3 separate regions of the Mus musculus genome follow, and all the other regions are linked to region 3. Evidence: chromatin contacts called from public promoter capture Hi-C data. All regions are on one chromosome and are shown on one strand. The core of a region is the stretch at or near the end of the contact, and the rest is flanking DNA. Distances in the headings are between cores, read along the strand shown.

Region 1 (4,144 bases), core at 408-2,907, 100 kb before region 3:
CTGCTGGTTTATGTGGTGCCCCATCCCTTACCAATTCTCAAGTTGAAGTGTAATCAACAGTGGATAAAGTAGAAAGATTAAGTGTTCACCTTAAGCTCTGGCCACTCTAACGAGATCCACTTCTACCACCCTAGAAGCTGTCCACTCCTTTTCAGTCATCTGAGCCCTGCTGTCCTTTTTTCGTCTGTTTTAATGGTCATTGACTTATAAGACCAGAATAAGATAGCAACCCCCCCCATCATTTCATAATTGGTAATAACACATCACTCCATTTTGTTACATGGAAAGAACACTAGCTGTTTTATGAGACAAGAACTTTCTGCAAAGGTCCTTTTAACTTTCTTAAATGGTATTTCTTTTAGTGTTACAAATTTTAATCTTTTGTAGCTTATTAATCTGTTCCTACTTGTGAACTCAATTTTGTGCTTAACAAAGATAACCACTTCAAGAGTATGCTTGTGGGTTTTTTGGGGGGTTTTTCGAGACAGGGTTTCTCTGTGTAGCCCTGGCTGTCCTGGAATTCACTCGAACTCAGAAATCTGCCCGCCTCTGTCTCCCAAGTGCTGGGATTAAAGACGTGCGCTGCCACCACCCGGTATGCTTGTGGTTTAGCATGTTTACCATTTCACAATTCTTCTAAGTAGTAAGTAATAACTTAGTCCTTTAAAACTCTTGCTGCCACCGGCAACAGTATTTACTGAATGTTTACTGTAAACAGGGGTATTTTCTACAATGCAAACGTTATTAACACCCCAGCTTACAGGTGCAGGAAACGAAGGTCAACTTGTTTAAACAGAGCAGAGGCTCAAACACAGGTACAGGCTGACCCCAGCTGACCAGGCAGCAGATCCAATTATCCTCACAAGTATGGAGGACTCTCCCCCTGCCCACCTGTAGGAAGCACGCACATAAAACTAGGATCCCTTTGTGTTTTAAAGAGTTGTGCTAGCTTCCTTGTAGTTTCTTCAACTCTTCCTGAATTTCATGGTTACTTTTCCCAGGGTTTTGTTTTGGTAGTAAGAACAAAACACCCAATGTTCCGGTGGGAAATACCTGTTTGTTGATGAAGTTTGGGAGATAGCAGATGTGTTTAAAACATCATCAGACCTCATCCAGAACAAGGTACAGGCAGATACCGACATGTGCTTTCCTTCTTAGGTGTCACTGCTCCCAGGCTGGACTGAGCTTCAACAGTACAGCACCTGGGAGCTGCGTGAACCGCTACACCCACCTTGCTGTACCTTTCTTTTCATGTGGCTGTAAATAGGTCCCTTGAGCCATTTCTCTAACTGGTTACTCATATCTGAGCAGAATATAGCTTTTGCAAGCTATGACATTACTGGATTATTTTCTTCCCTGAAAAAGTTTTTCCAGTTGATCCTATCATTGCCAGGCAACGGCTTTATCGTATTTTCCCAATACCAACAGATCCTTTCTCTTTTTCATCAGCTAGGACTCAAGTAACGGAAGGTTAAACAGTGATGGTAGTACATGGGTCTTGTTATTAATACTCCTGAAAATGTTTCTGATGTTTAAGCATGATTATTGTTTCTAGTTTGAGATTTGGAGACAAAAGCAAAACAAAAACACACACTGCAGGTTTTTGTTTATACTGTGTCCAAGCACACTCTAAGAACCTTGCCCTTGTGACGAGACACTTACTCATATGAATCCCGTAACTCTCAGAGTATAGATTGTCTGAGGTGCTGAGATAGGTGGACTGCTGATGAGACTCATTCATTTCCTCTTTTCTCATATATTACACTCCAGCCAGTTTCCCTTCCCTCCTCTCCATCTCCTCTTCCCCACACCCACTCCTTCCCTTTCAGAAAAGAGCAGGGAGTTACCTGGTGCAGAAAGTCAGTGAGACCAGGCACATGCTCTCACATCAAGGTGGAACAAGCAACCCAATAGGAGGAAAAGCACCTCCAAAGCCGGCGAAAGCGTCAGTCAGCCCTGCTCCCACACAACAATAACATACACGCAGAGGGCCTGGTTCAGACCCATGCAGGCTCCCTGATTGTCTACCCAGTCTCTGAGAGCCCCTATGAGCCTGGTTAGTTGATTCTGTGGGCCATGTTCTTTTGGTGTCCTTGTCCACTCTAGCTCCTACAATCCTCCTTCTCCCTCTTCCTCAGGATTCCCCGAGCTTTGACTAATGTCTGCCTGTGGCCTACCTCATTTATCTGCTCCATTCTTCTAGGACCCACTGCCTCTTTAGCAGTGATAAATGGTGCCCAGAAAAGGGACTTGTTCAATTTTGGGTCTCTTGGGCATTAATTCAGACTGTTATCCAAATGTTTAAGGAAGAGATGGCTAGTTCCTTGAATTAATATAAACTAGATGATGAAACCTTAAAATTGGTAAAAGAGGCAAGAAATGGCATTTTTTCTGTTCAGGTACAATCTACAGTAAGAACAGTGTCACGGATAGCTGTGCTGGTGGCGACTCCTTCAGCCTCCCTACTGCAGTCTCCTTTAGCGATGCATCTACCTCCTTTGCCTGAATAGGACTCGAAGCACGGCGTCAGGAATCTGATAATCAATCTAACCTTAGACGGACTTAGGGGAACCTGAGCAACTGCTAAGTTTATAACCTAGGCAAGCTAGGACAAGGCAAGGAGACAGAAGTCATTTACCAACTCCTACCCAGCCTCACACGCTCTGCTTGGTATTTCTAATGCAATTTCAACAAAATAAAAATGTTTATATGCGTCAACCTATCTATCTAAAAGGAGAGAGATGGTACTTTACAGCCCTCACATAGTAGCACTAAAGGCAACAAAAGAACTTTGGCTATTTGAATTCTGAATCAAAAAAAGCATTTTTTTTTTTAAATCCTGTGGATTCTTCACTGCCTTTAAGCCTACTCATTCTCCTTACTGAATGGTTTCCCACAGGTGTTACATAGCACCAGAGGATAAGCCTTTGGAACGGATTCACTTATAACTCAGAGGCCATAAAATGCTAACCGCACACCGTACCCTTCTTGCTCAATTAGTAAATCAGAGGAGGACCTGACGTCAACAATTATATGGGTTCAATCCTTGCTGTATTTATTACCCTTAACTATCAGTTTTTCAGAGCATTACAGAACTCTATGGGTTTTCAAATTTAGTTATTACTATGGAACTCCTTCCATAGTAATAAATCATTTTGCAGCTGGTAAGCTATGGGATTTTCTCATACAAACTGAATTTGTGATTTAAAAACTGTCCAACCTTCTGACATTCCACAGGCAGATACTCATTTTGTTGATGGCTCACCTAAGGGTATAGGAAGGACTCATGGCCTAGACATTCAATCTATTAGTACTTCTTTCCTCAGCCTATCAGGTGGAACTGGCTGTTTTGACTCATCTACTATGGTGAATTCATAAACTCGTATTGTCTCAGCTGCTGCTGATGTTGTAGGACGGCCACCCACTGAGGCTGCTTTACCTGTCTTCAGGCTGTTATGACTCCATTACTACCAGGACCACAATCTGCTTAAAACCCTGCACACATTCTTTGCTAACCACACTCACTCATGCTCCACCTCAGCTCACTGGTTTCATTACAGAAGGAAAGACGCAAGCTGGTGCTTTAATCTGCCCTATTCTTCTTTCCCAGAAGGAAACGGTGAAGGGCATACATCTGTCGTTGAGTATGGACACACTGGAATGGATTCTTCTTCAGGTCTCACCATTAAGGTCAATGAGAGGGCAAGCAGACAGTGCAAGTTACCAGAAAGACTGCAAAGTCCAACTAAAGGGCGAAGGGAGACACCAACCATAGCATCAGAAGTCACGGCTGCCCAGCCGGGGCCAGGCTACACCCCGTATACTAAGGGAGAAGTGGCTTTACTAATAAATCCACGTTTGAACCTGGACCTTGGGGCCATAACAGACTCATTCATTCATCTGAAGAAAGGACGGCAGTTAACGTTTCCTTGGGATTTGAGTCACTTCCTATTGGCACAGCACAGCATAACATTCACATGCCTACTAAAGGTATGGGCTTACATTCGACGGGATACCAGAACTACTAATTAAGAGTCTCTTTTCAAGCTGTTCTCTAGATTTTCCTAATCAGCATAATGTAACCAATAGTGCTGGGCATTGTTTGGATCCCTGGTCTTAGTGGCAGAGTATCACACACAATCCT
Region 2 (4,588 bases), core at 1,108-3,607, 120 kb after region 3:
AGGGCGTCTATTCTGGCATCCCAGCCTCCATTCTGCGTCAAGGGAGAGAGAGAGAGAGAGAGAGAGAGAGAGAGAGAGAGAGAGAGAGAGAGAGAGAAGGGAGCGAGTTAGCCAGGCCCTACCTGGTTGCTGGAACATCAGCATGTTTTGTGGGGAAGTATGCACGGGCAGCGAGCGGGTCTTCTGGACGGAGCTGTGGGTGCGGCTGGGCATGCTGTTGCTGCCCCCAGGGTTGGCAAACCAGAGGTTCTAGGGAGGGACATACAAGAGGGGGGCATTAGTCCAGACCCTGTGGGGATGTGGGGAGGCAGAGCCCCAGCTGGAACTCGGGAGACAGGTATCCCAGGACAGTTTTGGAAAGGCCCATGCTACCCGCCATGGACTTACTGAGAGATGGCTGAGACTGTCCCATTTGAGGCTCATTCACAGGCCTCGCTTTAAGTTTGAGCCACCTTCCCCTCTCCCCATCTCCAAAAGTGTTTTTACTCCATATATTTCTTAAAGGGAGTATGTGTGTGTGTGTGTGGGGGGGTTGTCTTAGAAATACTTGTAGCAAACAGTATAATGAGTTTAAGGCTCTTATTTGAATTTCTTTTTGAGAGTCCCCAAATTTACTCCACACTGAGGAGAAAAGAAAGAGTCAGTACTGGCAACAGGCCTGTATATCATGCAGCTCGTGTGTCCTGTAGTGACCTTGCCTAGAACTGATATCAGGGCTTCTCAGACATGCCCTTCCCATTGGGAGGGACTGCCACCAGCCTCCTCCTGGTGAAGCCTTTCTGTTTTAAAGACAACCTCTCATCAGGCCTGCTTGTATGTTCCCAGGCCCAGGCCAACCTCTATTGCCTCAGGGGGCTGAGGGAATGAACATTTAGGGAAAGGCAAGGTTGGGCTCAGGGGGGCAGAGAGGTCACTGTCAATCTCACAGCAAGGGACAGCCTCCCAAACAATCCTGTGGACTCACCATTGCAGCCGGGACTGTGAGGAAAAAGTCAAAGGAAGCTTATTAAATGCCCACCCAGACCTGGAAGGTGATGGGGTATGTTGGGGGGGGGGCAAAGATCAAGCAGAAGTAGCCCTTGCATGCCTGTCTACAAGGGTCCCAGAGATAAATGTAGCACTAGCTTTCCCAAGCAGCAGACATGAGTTTTTCCGTCTCCAGGGAAACAACGCAAACAGTGATTACCTGACAAGCATAGGCTCAGCTATCTCCTGGTTTAGATTCCCCTGGGGTCTTATCTTTCCATGCAGGAGACTGTCTGGGTTGGAGACATCTTAAAGCCTCAGTCCCTGAGCTTGGTCAACCTCCCTGCTCCCCAGAGCAGAACAAACCTGTCTTCCTTGTTTCATGATGGTGGGGTTGGCAGCGGTGTGGCGCTGGTTGGAGCTGACAAATCCACTGGTGCCCAGGAGACCAAGGCGGGCGGAAGGGACATTCCGAGATGCGATCTGGTACTGTCGTGGGTTCCGTCTGCCCATGCCGCTGCCCACAGAGCTGGCTGTTGGGAGGGAGTTGGACTGCCCAAAGCCACGACTGTGAGAGCAAAGAGAAGAGATCCAGAGGTTCTGGCTCCAGCCCTACATAGCCCAGGCTGCCAGTGGGGTCTCTTGGGGACTGACAAGAGGTTTGGGGGTGCCAATAATAGGCTATGAATCAAACTGTACCTAGTATCTAAAAGCAACAGCACATGCTAAATGTTGGCGCATGCACACTACTCTTAACCCACAAGACAGCCCTATGAAGTAGGCTTCCTAATCTTCACTGCTAGAAAAACTCAGAAAGCTTGAGGATTTTGCTATCGACACACAACCAGCAGGGGGCAGCACTCAAATATGAACCCAAAAGGGGAGCTCAAAGAGTCCCCTGCCTTCTATTCTTGTCTAGTCCAACCTGTGGGTCTGTGCATGAGGCCATGGTGCCTTTCAAGAAGCCACAAAGCAAAATAGTAGGGTCAGTATCTGGATCTGATTCCGTTCTGGTGCGCCTTCCATGATGGCGTGGTTCATTGCTGATCAGGTTGTCTGTAAGCAGTCTTAGATGGAGGACCCGATTGAAATATAAGCTCTGTTAGAAAGGACTGTATGTGTCTTCTTCAGCCCCTTATGTCCCAGGCCCGAGGCACGGAGTCAGAATTTTGCAGAGTAAATGCTGTTTGATATTTCTCCAACTGGGAGGTCACTGCGGTGTGTGGATGACTCCATACACACCTAGGATAGTCCAGTCTCTTCGTTCCCCAGGTCTTTCCTGCAGGGCGGCCCTCACCAGGGCTGGCAAGGCTCCGCTTTTCGGGTCCACGCAGGAGGCTGCTCCCAGCGGGGTCGGATGAGCTCAGCGGAGAAGCCTCCACCAGCCCCGGGCTTCTGGAACCGGACACATTCTTTCCAAGGGAGTCAGGCAGCTTTAGTTATTCAGGAGGGTGAAGGAGGTCTGCGTGGCGGGCAACGGCCACTAGATGGAGCAGAGTCGCTTGGTTGCTAAACTGGGGAGTTTTCGCCAAGCTTACCAGAAGACCCTGCAGATGAGCTGATTTAGCTTAGCCAGTGGAGGTCCAGGGGGCCATTCACAGCAGGTACTTCCTGCGCCAGAGATGGTTGTGTGTGAGTGCGGGGCGGGGGGAGGGGAGGTGGCGTCTGAGGTGGCAATGCAAAAGTTCCCGAGTTCCTAAATGTCTTAGGGAGAGAAGGTTCCAGGCTTTTGAGGCCAAGAAGGGTGTTGTAGAACCCATTCAGAAGAAGAGGTTCTTCTCTTGGGTTCTTGGTCTCTCTGTTTATCTTATCTTCCCTTTCCTCATTGAAAACTGAAAATTAGCGTGAGGCCATTCCATGCAATCAGAGACCCCAGGGAGGTAACTTGTAAAAGTGGCAGCAAGTGTGGGGGGGGAATGGGGGGGGATTTCCGCTTTCAGCTGTTAAGAACAGGTCCTCTGGCTTCTGAAGTCAGAATTTGGGCCACCTGGCAGATAGATGATCAGTATCTGCTAAGACTCCCCCCACCCCTTACTTGGTGTGAATAGATTTTTCTCACTTCCCTCTTTGGCTGGATTTTTAGAAGGCTATTTCTATATGCAAAACAGTAGTGGATGAGTGTTGCCTTAAAATGATCTGTTCTTCCACGAAAGCAACACTGTAGCTTGTAAAAAAATTTTTTTTTGAGACAGGGTCTAACTATGTAACACAAGCTAGCCTCAAACTGCCTTCCCGCCTCAACCACCCAAGTGCTGGGACTACTCAAGAAAATCAGACCTGGATCAAGACTGTATTTTCTAGCCACATCAAGGCCAGAAGGCTCTGTTAGGGCAGTCGGTGAAGAAAAGGAGAACCCTGACATTCCCAAGAGTTAGGACTCAGCTGTTTGGGAGAAGGAGTAAAGCCCAGAGTATTCCGGGGTCTGGGAGGTGGTGGTGGTGGTGGTGGTGGTGGTGGTGGTGGTTACAGTATAGCGGAGGCAGAATTTTGAGAGGCCTTCTTCTTCCTGATGGTGGAGTCTAGCTGTGGTGTCCTCAAAAGGTTATTTTTACAAAGCCAGGTTTTTCTAGAGTTGCTGCCGCTGACAGTGGGATTGAACTCTGAGGTCAGTTAGGACCACTCAGCTTAAGGAAATAATTATGTTTCCCAAGAAAGAACAAATGCCAAATTAAAGTCCCACTCTTGGCCCCTCCTCCATCCTGCCTCCTACCCCCGAGCTTGTCTGCCTCACCTTCTCTGCTTTTCTGAGTCTAACTGATGTCCTTTCCTTGAAACGCATGAAAAGACTTTGATAAAAATAACATTAATAAGAAGCAATTAATTTGGGATTTGTGAGATAATTTAAAGCAGGGGCTTGCCTGCGGTTACTTTTTTATGGGAGAAATGGTTTCTCAAAATAAATTAACAGTGTGAAAATATCCCAGAGGTGATGCGAAGAGCAGAATGTGTTTCATGGGTTTGGCGCCATCGATTTGAACATCCATGATTGGTAGCTGCATTCCCTCGTATCTAGTCAATAAAAAGACTCCGACCTGGCAGACCTCAGGCTGGCCCTGACCTAGCATGTGCTTATAACAGTCTGTAGAGGCTCAAACTCGGACCACGCCTCTCTCTAGGCAGACAGAGGCAGGGGATGTGTTGCTGGTGAGAGGAGCTTAAAAGCCAGGTATCTTCAACTTCTACTTCAGAATGACTTCCTCTAGGAACTGGTACAGCAGGGCCCGGTACTGCAACAGGAGCTGGAGACCTCCTCCTCACCTGGGAGTCGGAGCATCACCCATAGAAATGGGGTGCTTGGCCTGGGAGTGAGTGTATCTCTCATAGAAATGGGGTGCTTGGTGGCAGCACAAGGCAGTTGAGGAGCAGGTCTTGCTTTGCATCCAGGCCGCTGATGCAAGAGTGATCTGCAGCCCATCAGAGCTGGCAACCCCCAAGGGCTGGAGACTGGTGAGCTGGCAGTAGTATCAATTTGCAGGCATATCCTCTGTGTGCATTAGCCTGAGACCAGAGCAGTCATTTGGCTCTGCAGTGGCAAGGAGTACTGATCTGGTGCCCAACACTGGCAAGCTTGCTCCATATCCTGGGTACCTCTGCCTATCAATTTATCTGTAAACTAAGGTTA
Region 3 (4,102 bases), core at 1,123-3,622:
TGCTCATTGGTCTGGTTTGAGGCCTCTGGCTTCTGCTACACTATCAATACTGTATCCATACTGGGGCTCCTCTCACACATCCTGCTGTTGCCCTGTGTCATGGAGATCCTGCAGCTTTGGATCTGCAGGACCAGCCTCTTCTCACAGTCCAGCAGTTCAAAGATGTGGTAGATGTTGGAATGGGCCAACTCAGAGCTCCAGATCTGGGCCTGGGTGGTAGCTGAGCTGGTCAGTCTGCCAGCTCTCCTGAGCCCAGGCCATCAGGGCCAGCTCTCCCAATTTACCCAGGCAAGGGGAGGAGCCAGTCTCCACTCTACAACCTCAGGGCCAGCTCATCCTTACCCTGACACTCCTCCCAGCTCTGCTGTGCTGCCCAGGTGAGGTGCAGGGACCACTCTCCCTAGTGTTGCAGCCAGTGGGGGGCATTGATAGCTCTCCTGCACCCTCACCTTCAGCCCTACACCCTATCCCTGCTATCAGAGCCTGCTCTCCGTTGCGCCAGGTGAGAGGCAGGACCAGCTCTTCTGCTGCAGGTGAAGGGCAGGGCCAGCTCAGCACAGTACTTGGACTCAGGTGGCAGCCCAGACCAGGGACATCTGCATAGTCATTGGTGGTAACTCCGGTCACAGACATCAGCACAGATCCCAGCTGCAGTAGGGTCACAGACCCAGCCATGGCCCTTAACAGCATCCTAGGCCCAGACATCACCTTAACCCCAGGTGGCTACACAGGCTCTGCCTTTTGTCACTACTGTCATGTCTGTAGTTCCACCTCTCTCCACAGTATGTGGCGTTTGGGTGTCTCTCTGTTTTACTTCTTTAATAAGCCCAACTTTTGTTTTTATATATTGGAAGATAAATTTAATTTATTTAAAATTGAATAATAAGACCAGGTGTAGTGTTGCACATCTTTAATCCCAGCACTTGAAAGGCAGAGGCAGATGGATTTCCATGAGTTAAGGCCAGCCTGGTCTATAGAGTGAGTTCCAGCACAGCAAGAACTATACAGTGAGACTCAGTCTATAACAACAACAACAACAACAACAGCAACAGCAACAAGCTGGGTGTGGTGACACATGTCTTTCATCCCAGCAGCACTTGGGAGTCAGAGGCAGGTGGATTTTTGTATTTGAGGCTAGCCTGGTCTACAGAGAAAGTTCTAGGACGGGCTAAACAGAGAAACTCTATCTCAAAAAAAAAAAACCCAACAACAACAATAATAACAAGAACAATATGTAAAGGCAAAGTGACTGCCTTATGGAATACAAAAGATAAAAGTAAAACTGAAACAAGACAGAAAGTTTTGTTGTGGTATGAAAAATGTATAACGGTGACATAAAAATGTGGATTGTTAATGGAAGGTAATAATTTAAAGGAAAAAAATGTCTGGATATAGGAAAACATTAAAAAGAAATACAGCAAGGTAGACATGGCAGGCTGTGGTTCACAGCTGTAATCCCACTACTCATGGGATGATGCAGTAGTATGAGGAGTTCAAGGCCAACCTTGGCAGCATAGTGAGATACTGTCTCATACAAATCAAGTAAGAAACCAATCAATCGCCAGGCAGTGGTGGCTCACGTCTTTAATCCCAGCACTTAGGAGGCAGAGGCAGGCAGGTTTCTGAGTTCGAGGCCAGCCTGGTCTACAAAGTGAGTTCCAGGACAGCCAGGGCTACACAGAGAAACCCTGTCTTGAAAAACCAAACCAAACCAAACCAAACCAAAACAAAAAACCCAACCAATCAGCCAAAACCAAACAAAACTGCTAAAACCAGGCTGGCAGAGTGACTCAGCACCCTTGGTAAAGGCACTAGTTGCCCAATGACCTAGGTCAATAGCCTGGACCCAAGAGGGGAAAGGAGAGAACTAACTCTACAAAGTTGTTCTAGTCCTTTACACATGCTCTGTGACACGCCTGCCTCTCTCCCTCTAATCACACACAAATACACACTAAATAACTTAAAAGACAACACAAATAGGACCTAATCAGAAGTACAGTAAAATGACTGTAAAAGGTGAAATTATGGGGCTTTAAATGTTAATAAAAATTGTTATTTTTTCTAATAACAACCTCCTCTTCTCCCCTCCCCCCTCCTTACTCCCTCCTCCCTATTACTTTTCCTCCTCTTCCTCCTCCTCCTCCTTCGTTTATTTCTGATTTTTTGTCTGTCTGTCTGTCTGTCTTTTGAGGCAGGGTTTCTTTGTGTAGTCCTGGTTGTCTTGGAACTAACTTTGTAGATCAGGCTGGCCTTGAACTCACATAGACCTGCCTGTTTCTATTTCTCTAGTGCTGACATGATCTTTGCCTAGCCAATAACAACTACTTATCAGGGGCCAGAGAGATGGCTCAGCTGGTATGGGCACCTACTATCAAACCTGATAAACAGAGTTCAATCCCCTGAGTCCACACAGAAGCAGCAGAACCAACGGGTATAGGCTGCCCCCTACCCTTCATTATTAAACTATGATAAGCTTGTTTATCAATCACAAATAAAACCCCACCCACTTAATGAATAGCAGAGTAAATGTCCTATCTGTAGGGATTCCAGCAGTACTGGCTTGTTTTCCTTTTAAATCAGATGTGGAAAGGATAAAGGGAATTTAAAGTGAAGAATATTTACACTTAAAACATGGAGAATTTATATACTGTTTGCTAAATGTCTTGGCAATAACCGGAGTGTTATTTTGTCTTAAAGGTGCATACCAGTCTGTCCCGACGGGGAGAGAGAAAATGTCAGGGTAGACCCCTGTGCGGGAAAGTCAGAATATCTCCTGGATCCTTCATGTCTGTTAGCAAATGATTTTGAAGGTTCATAGAGCGACTGTACCTTTTCCTTAGGATGGAAGACCCTGGAAATACAGCCGAACATCTGCTCTGTTTACATGCGGAAGCCTTGCTGCTTCCCCTGTCGGTGGCAGCTCAGGAAAGGCTCTCTGCTCAGCGTTATAAAATCCCAGGAGGAAGACAGTGTACAAACATAACAGTTGCTCATTTCCCTTAAGCAGGTTTAATACTAATATTTATGGAAGCTTGCAAAGAGACACTTGATGGAGGAGCCTGAATCAGTTCAAATGTGCGTTGCTGGGAAACTATGTCCACAGGCAAATAGCCACATTGATTTCCAGGATATGGGGCCTCTAAGTAAGTGTATGGGCAGGTGCAGCACACACAAAGCAGTTCGCCTTTTGTTTTCTAGAAATCTTAGATGAGAGGCTTTCTGCTATTCTGTAGCAAAGCTGATAGGAGACAGAGAGAGAAGAATAAGGGGCACCTGTCTTTGTTGTGGGTATCCTAACTGTACTGCTCAGGCACATTTACCATGTCTCTTTTATTTACACTTGTTCTTATTTTCCAAATAGCTTTTCTTTTCTTCTGGTGAGAATATTGCATCTCAGAGCGATATAACATTTCTCCAAGGCCATGAGTGAGGACAACTTGGGATTCCAGTCTGCAGGGCTTCAGTCTGAAGCCCTTTTCCTCAGCCCTGGGGTTTTATGGTCATAGTTTTGTGGTCAAAGAAAAAAGCAATTTTATTTTTTTGTGTAGTACCGGAGATCGAATTCAGTGATTCATCCCAGTCAAGGGAACTAAGCTACATCCTCAACCAGAAGAAAATATTTTTAAATGAAATAAAATATCTTATTTATTCTGTCTCAGGATTTTATTGCTGTGAAGGGTCAGCATTACTGAAGCAACTCTTCCATTTAATTGGGGCTGGCTTACAGGTACAGAGGTGCAGCCCATTATCATCAAGGCAGGATCATGGATGGCAGCATCCACGCAGGCATGGCCCTGGAGGAGCTGAGAATTCTATACCTGTTCCGAAGGCAAACAGAAGACTGACTCCTCAGGCAGCTAGGAGGAAGGTTTCCAAGTCTACCACACAGTGACACACTTTCTCCAACAGGGCCACATCTCCTGATAGTGCCACTTCCTGGGCCAAACATATTCAAACCATCACAGATTCTCGTTGGACAGAAAAGTTGATCATGATTTTGAATTCAATTTGTAGGAATCAGATGTATTTTTTTTTCCAGGAAAAATGTTTTCTGGAGTTTACCTGATACATTCTATAGGAAATATTTATGGTCTCAAACTAG

The links. Capture Hi-C pulls out chosen DNA fragments and counts their contacts.
Region 1: a promoter capture Hi-C map of liver shows a contact between it and region 3. The contact joins two enhancer-like sites. A contact is called at or near these places in 3 of 39 promoter capture datasets (liver and pre-B cells), 2 of 484 Hi-C or Micro-C datasets (both in liver), 1 of 115 datasets of contacts at active chromatin or transcription factors (embryonic stem cells) and 3 of 9 other capture datasets (adipose tissue, liver and pancreatic islet).
Region 2: a promoter capture Hi-C map of pancreatic islet shows a contact between it and region 3. The contact joins two enhancer-like sites. A contact is called at or near these places in 1 of 15 datasets of contacts at CTCF or cohesin (large pre-B cells), 1 of 484 Hi-C or Micro-C datasets (germline stem cells), 2 of 115 datasets of contacts at active chromatin or transcription factors (embryonic stem cells and extraembryonic endoderm stem cells) and 3 of 9 other capture datasets (adipose tissue, liver and pancreatic islet).

Annotation. Positions count from the first base shown.
Region 1 is chr14:47,302,809-47,306,952 of GRCm38.p6, reverse strand. All of the region lies in intron 1 of Mapk1ip1l (mitogen-activated protein kinase 1 interacting protein 1-like), which reads right to left. Among named protein-coding and RNA genes, the nearest start is that of Mapk1ip1l, 6.6 kb to the right of the region's middle. Within about 2 kb of position 1,657, at least 18 of the 459 cell types and tissues checked have an H3K27ac peak or open chromatin away from gene starts, as enhancers often do. A contact at or near this core is called in liver, where this site is marked.
Region 2 is chr14:47,084,705-47,089,292 of GRCm38.p6, reverse strand. It overlaps Samd4 (sterile alpha motif domain containing 4), which reads right to left. Exons shown (of 13, transcript NM_001037221.2): 10 at 1,333-1,534; 11 at 123-249. Among named protein-coding and RNA genes, the nearest start is that of Gm10371, 29 kb to the left of the region's middle. Within about 2 kb of position 2,357, at least 146 of the 459 cell types and tissues checked have an H3K27ac peak or open chromatin away from gene starts, as enhancers often do. A contact at or near this core is called in pancreatic islet, where this site is marked.
Region 3 is chr14:47,203,186-47,207,287 of GRCm38.p6, reverse strand. No RefSeq gene overlaps it. Among named protein-coding and RNA genes, the nearest start is that of Gch1, 16 kb to the right of the region's middle. Within about 2 kb of position 2,372, at least 9 of the 459 cell types and tissues checked have an H3K27ac peak or open chromatin away from gene starts, as enhancers often do. A contact at or near this core is called in liver and pancreatic islet, where this site is marked.